Linked DNA regions of Mus musculus: region 2 is linked to region 1. A link is a contact called in public ChIA-PET data. All regions are on one chromosome and are shown on one strand. The core of a region is the stretch at or near the end of the contact, and the rest is flanking DNA. Distances in the headings are between cores, read along the strand shown. Region 1 has its middle 27 kb from the start of Bcorl1. Region 2 overlaps Elf4 (E74-like factor 4 (ets domain transcription factor)).

Region 1 (2,714 bases), core at 18-2,517:
ATTTAAGACTTGCACCTTTGTCACGCCCTGGCCCCCTCCTCGAGACAAAGCTAGGAAGATTCAGGAAATCATCCAGGAGAACTTGGGCATGTCTAGTGAGCAAGGAAGCGGGTTTTGGATTGAAGAGTGAGGTTGTGGGAAGAGAACCAGTGTTTCCAAGCAGAGGCACAGAGGGCCTGTCTGCACAACCAGAAGAGGATTGGCCAAATGGCATGCTGGGATCAAAACAGCTCACTGGGAGCAACTGCTACCCAAACCTCTCTCAGTTGGGGGTGGGGGTGGGGAGACGACAACGTGAGGATTGAAGTTGGTGGTGTCATTGGTTTAGCTAGTAGGGACTTAGGAGTGGGGAGTGAGAGAGAGACCCCCGGGACAGAGAATCCAGTCCTCTCTGCCTGTCCAAATGCTGTGGATGGAGATCACCTTCAATGGGCATGTGCTTTGTGTTCTCTGCACTAAGAATAGGGCTGCATTAGGGGTCACTTCTATTTTGCCAAGTGCTTCTAGTGAATGGCAGTGCTGACTTGTGAGATGGTCCCTGATGGGCTGGAACGTCTCTAAAGTTAATATGGAGAGAAGCTAACTAGCTGGATGGAGGGCGGAAGCAATGATCTCTGGATTCTGCACTGGGTTCTAACCATTGCCTTATCCAAGAGACGGTCCGTGGGAAATGAATCTCTAGTCACTACCCTTACCCAAATCTATCGCCTCTCTCCTTCCTTACCCTTGGGACTACCACTTCATCAGGACCAGGGCATTCTCTCCCTTCCTGTACACCCTCGATCTTTATACCTAAAGATGCTACTGCGAAGAGAAGCCTGGGATTGTGCCTTGAATGACCCCCCTAACACATCTGGATTTTTTTCGAGTTCAGGCCAGCCCCCGAAACGGACCCCAGGGAAGTGCCAGATGGAGAGGGCCGGCGATGGGCGGTGGGGAGGGTGGGCAGCGCGGAGCGAAGGGCCTGCCTTTTCGGACTCCCTGCCCCAGGACTAAGACCGTCCCAAACTTCCTGTTTCTTCTGGCCGCTCTGACCCCAAGGGCTGCGGCTCCAAGATAGCTCAGGGCCTGGAAGTGCATGCTGGGTAAGGGCAGACGACCGGGGAAAGCGAGCTGCTGGCAGTAGTCAGCGCCCGGCTGGTGTGGGCACGATCTCCGCTTCCTTCTCCCGCGGTCGTGCTTTGCTCGCGGGATGTGCATCGGGCAGGTGGCTGGGAGGCCCTTGACACCGAGGGCTGTGGGAGGAGCCTAAGGCGGGCGGGGGTGGCCCGAGGGGCGTGGGTGTGGGCGTGGGCTGGGAGTTTCTGCATCTTAAAGAGATGCGGAGTTGCCTTCTCCACAGGCCGAAGTTCGAGCCGACCTCGCCTCTCCAAGTGCAGGAAATCCTGGAGTGGCAGCGCAGCCTGCTTGGCCCAGTCCAGGACCGGAGCTCTCTAGCCCCGCTGAAGCTCTACAGGGAGCAGTTTAGGGCCAGTAAAAGGAACTCTGTCCTTGTTCAGCGAAGACAAAACGGAATGCAGCTGGCAATCGTCTCCCCTAAAGTGGGATTGGAATTTTAACAACAACAACAAAAAAAGTGCAGGCAGATGCTCCGCTGGACTCCTTAGAGAAATGAAGGTGATGCCAATCAATGAGAGGAAGAGGTCGGAAAGGGCAGCTCAGTTCCCTGGTCCTCAAGATAGATTGCTGGGGTTGGGTAGAGGACTTGCTTCAAAGGTGGAGGAGAGGAAAGGTTTTGGAAGGATTATTTGATACATAAAGGTGGTTAGTTAAGTCAGAAGAGAAGTTAAACTCTGAACTCTCCTCTCCTCTTCCTTTGGGGCCACGCACATCCTGCGCACAACTGAATCTCCCTTGTAACTTCCCTCAGCCTCTCAATCTCAATTTTCCTTAGTCTTCGGCTCTTCACCGTGTTTACTTGGGATCGCGAGGAAATCGTTGTTATACTCTCCCTCAGCTCGCTGCAGGGGTCCATGTTGAATGTGGGGTCCAAACAAAATGAGAGGTAGGCTACACAAGACACAGACACGCAGGGGCCTGACTTCACAGATTACCGCCCCTGATTGTTTTATTTTTCTATTTAATTATTTACTTATTGAGGCGGAGTCTTGCTAGGTACCTCAGACTGGTCTGGACTTCACCACGGAGCCCACACTGGCTTTGAACTTGATTGAGCTCCTTCAGCATTTCAAAAACACAAGCAGCTTCGCTCAGTTTATGGCTCCCATTTTGAAGGTGGAGAAACTGAGGCCACCCAGATGGCTTAATCATTTGCTGAGCTCACGCAGGGAGATGGTAATAGAGATTAGAATGGGGTTTGTGCTTCGGGGTCAGATTAAGCAGCCATATTCTCCCCCAAGTCCCTCTAGCTCGCCACTTCAAATGGCTGAATGATTCTTTATTAATTCTCGTTGCCATAGTTTTGGTAGCATGTTTTATTGTTTCTGTCACCTGTGCTAGGTCATAAGTATTCAAGTGATGGAGATGATTTTTTTGTTTTGTTTTTGTTTTTCGAGATAGGGTTTCTCTGTATAGCCCTGGCTGTCCTGGAACTCAACTTTGTAGACCAGGCTGGCCTCGAACTCAGAAATCCGCCTGCCTCTGCCTCCCAAGTGCTGGGATTAAAGGCGTGCGCCACCACTGCCCGGCTACAATGGAGATGATCTTAACATCACAGCTTAGTGCCCACAAGAAGGCTGGCATATACGGAAGGC
Region 2 (2,753 bases), core at 243-2,742, 110 kb before region 1:
ACTCAAGTGCTCACGTTTTCATAGAAAGTACTTTAAAGACTGAGCTGTCTCCCCAAACCTGGATTTTATAGCCCAGGCTAACCTCGACACCACAGTGATCTGTCCATCACAACTCTCAAATACTGGCATTGCAGGCTTGAATCACCATGCCGATTGCTGCTCCCCCCCCCCTTTTTGCATTTATTTCATAAACCAAACACAAGGCAAGGTGTCGATGTCTTATCAATGATCCACAGTTATCCCTACGGTCAAGGAAGCCAGTGTCTGACTTGGGAGGTCAGGACAATGCATAGAGGTTTCCTAAGCAAATAGTACCAGCAGAACTTTTGAAAATGAAACACTGGCTTAGGAAGAGAAAGCAAGAAGACAAAGATACCTTGAACGGAAGGGCCCCAGTGAATGACCTGGGGCAGGAGCAGATGCAGACTCTTGGACCTGGTGGGTTTAGATGAAAGTGATCACCTTTCATATGACTACTATGAGAATGTTCCCCAAGGGCAGACACCCTGGCTGGTGGGAGAGCAGGAACTATGGAATGCTTGCCTTAAGGGCACTTAGGCTAGGGGAGCCAGATGCAAGTGGTCCTGCAAGATTTTGCAGGCCATGAGGGATAAGGTCACATGCAGGGTTGGGTGAGGCAAGATGAAAGGATGGAGCCAGAATAAGGCTGTTAGCCCTACTGCTCCTCACTCCCCAGCCCCTGTAGTTCCACAAGTGATAGACCTAACCGCGTTCTCTCTTCCATCTAAAGGGAAATTCAACTCTGGTGGATAAAACAGCCTAGCAACTTCTCCAGGCTGTTTGATGGAGTAGGTGGAAAGGTGTGGGGGTGGAGACTGGGCGGGGCTAACCCTGTGGGCTAACGGAAAGGAAGTGGGAGAGGCTTGGGTGTCTCCTCCAGTGGAGGAGAGCGGTCATCAGAGAGGTCACTTGTGGCACCCTTCTTTTACCCCTCTTTAAGTCTCACCCGGAGTTCCTCGTTTATTTCCCAGCCAGGATAAGAGTTTGCCATCCTGGCACTACAGATGGAATGTCAAGGCGTTTCGATGTGTGCTCTAGTGGGTAGCCTGGGTTCTAGCCTGTCTCTGGTGGTTGAGTCAGCCTGCTTGTCGTTATTGCACACATTGAAAACACATCACGAGTTCAGGAACCTGAAGGGCAAAAGACCAGGTACCTGGACAGGTGCAAAGGCCAGTAGGGTCCAGGTGGAAAGAGCAGAGAAGTCGGTCAGAAGGAGTCTGGAAACCAGAGCTTTGGGAGTTGGCCCCAGGTGATCTTGCTAGAAGCAGCCTGGGGCTCTGGTAATTGAGGAGTAGATCCCGGGGAAACTACAGGCAGCTGCAGTGCCTGGCTAGCTTGGGAGGCACTGGGGAAAGACTCGTGTGGGTTTCAGCAGACAGAGACTTCCTGGAATATGGGGGATGAGCCAGCCATAGAAGATGAGGAAGGTTCTGCTGGCCCCTCCCCCAGCCAGGGCTCTCCTCACAAGTTCCCAGGGTGATAGCTCAGTCCTGAAACTGAAAGCAAAGCTCAGCCGAGAACACAAACCCACAGGCAGCACAGTGCAGAGGCCACCCTGTGGTGGGCAATGGGGGTAGGGTTGCTAACAAGCATGCAAGGCATGTGACCTACCAGCCCAGACACCCCTCCCCGCAACCCCAAGTGAGACATTTCTTCCTCTGTAGACTGTTCCTTGAGTCAGCTGGTCCTCACTTCTAAGGTAAACTGAGCCCATGAACACCCTGTGTCCCCTCTAAGCCACACGTACATGAGTCTTTCTCAAGCCAGGATAGTTAGTTACAGATTTTTCCTCCTAGTGCCCCGCGTCAGGCCTGGTCCCTTCCTACTCTGTCTCTGCTGGAAGTCTGTCTAGGCACAGCAGAGCCTCTTGGCTTCACTAGCTGATTAGGGCACGGAGCTCAGGGAAATTGGCTTACTGTTTCCATCTCTCCCTTCTCTGTAGGTTGCTCTTGTGGTTGGCATAGCCCAGCATGCAATCTTGAGCCTGGCATAGTCCACACCCACTCCAACTCTGGTTATCCTCCCCAGAGGCTCAGAGAAGGCACTAGATTGATCCTAACATACCTGAATAACTTCTGTTCGACAACAAACCACCGCAGCTCCAGGGAGCCGGGGGAGTCTCATTGTCAGCTCTGGCAGAAGCCAGTATGGCTATTGCTCTGCAGCCCAGTGATCTGGTCTTCGAGTTTGCAAGCAACGGGATGGATGATATCCACCAGGTATATGGTCTCTGGGAGTAAAACAGTCAGTCAGTATGGGCAATTAGGGAGACATAGCCGTGAACAGCCAGCCTGTGAGTCCAAGGGGTGGGGGAACTTGACAGATAACTAGTCAGCAAATACCCATCAGGCACCAGCTACTCCCTAGGAGTCACTGGATGGTCACTCAGGGAGCTGGTTGGCTACATGCCATTATAATACATGTAGTCACTAGGCTAGCCAAGCAGTTATTAAGCAAACCAGCTGGGCTGTGAGTCAACTGGCAAATGGAACTACACAGACAGTTGCATACAACTGAACATCATGTAGGATGTCTGCTACTTCCCTTTAGCCCCAGTGTCACAGTGAGCAAACTGCTGGGACAACTCCATAGCAAAGAGGGCACTGCCAGCTGCATTTAAAGCACAGCATTGGAGTCTTAGCATCTTCACACTCAGGGCTCCAAACCAGTCGATGGGCTCGCTCATAAATGTCTTCTCGGCCTAAGGATTCAGGACATGCCAGGAATGGGGT

The links. ChIA-PET counts read pairs in DNA pulled down with a chosen protein or histone mark.
Region 2: an RNA polymerase II ChIA-PET map of memory CD8 T cells shows a contact between it and region 1, with 122 read pairs. The contact joins two enhancer-like sites. A contact is called at or near these places in 5 of 39 promoter capture datasets (the HPC-7 cell line, cranial neural crest, embryonic stem cells and 1 more) and 2 of 115 datasets of contacts at active chromatin or transcription factors (embryonic stem cells and memory CD8 T cells).

The regions. Positions count from the first base shown.
Region 1 is chrX:48,313,319-48,316,032 of GRCm38.p6, reverse strand. No RefSeq gene overlaps it. Among named protein-coding and RNA genes, the nearest start is that of Bcorl1, 27 kb to the left of the region's middle. Within about 2 kb of position 1,267, at least 256 of the 459 cell types and tissues checked have an H3K27ac peak or open chromatin away from gene starts, as enhancers often do. A contact at or near this core is called in the HPC-7 cell line and memory CD8 T cells, where this site is marked.
Region 2 is chrX:48,423,565-48,426,317 of GRCm38.p6, reverse strand. Elf4 (E74-like factor 4 (ets domain transcription factor)) reads left to right here. Exons shown (of 9, transcript NM_001381876.1): 2 at 1,964-2,240. The coding sequence starts at 2,169. Among named protein-coding and RNA genes, the nearest start is that of Elf4, 29 kb to the left of the region's middle. Within about 2 kb of position 1,492, at least 157 of the 459 cell types and tissues checked have an H3K27ac peak or open chromatin away from gene starts, as enhancers often do. A contact at or near this core is called in the HPC-7 cell line and memory CD8 T cells, where this site is marked.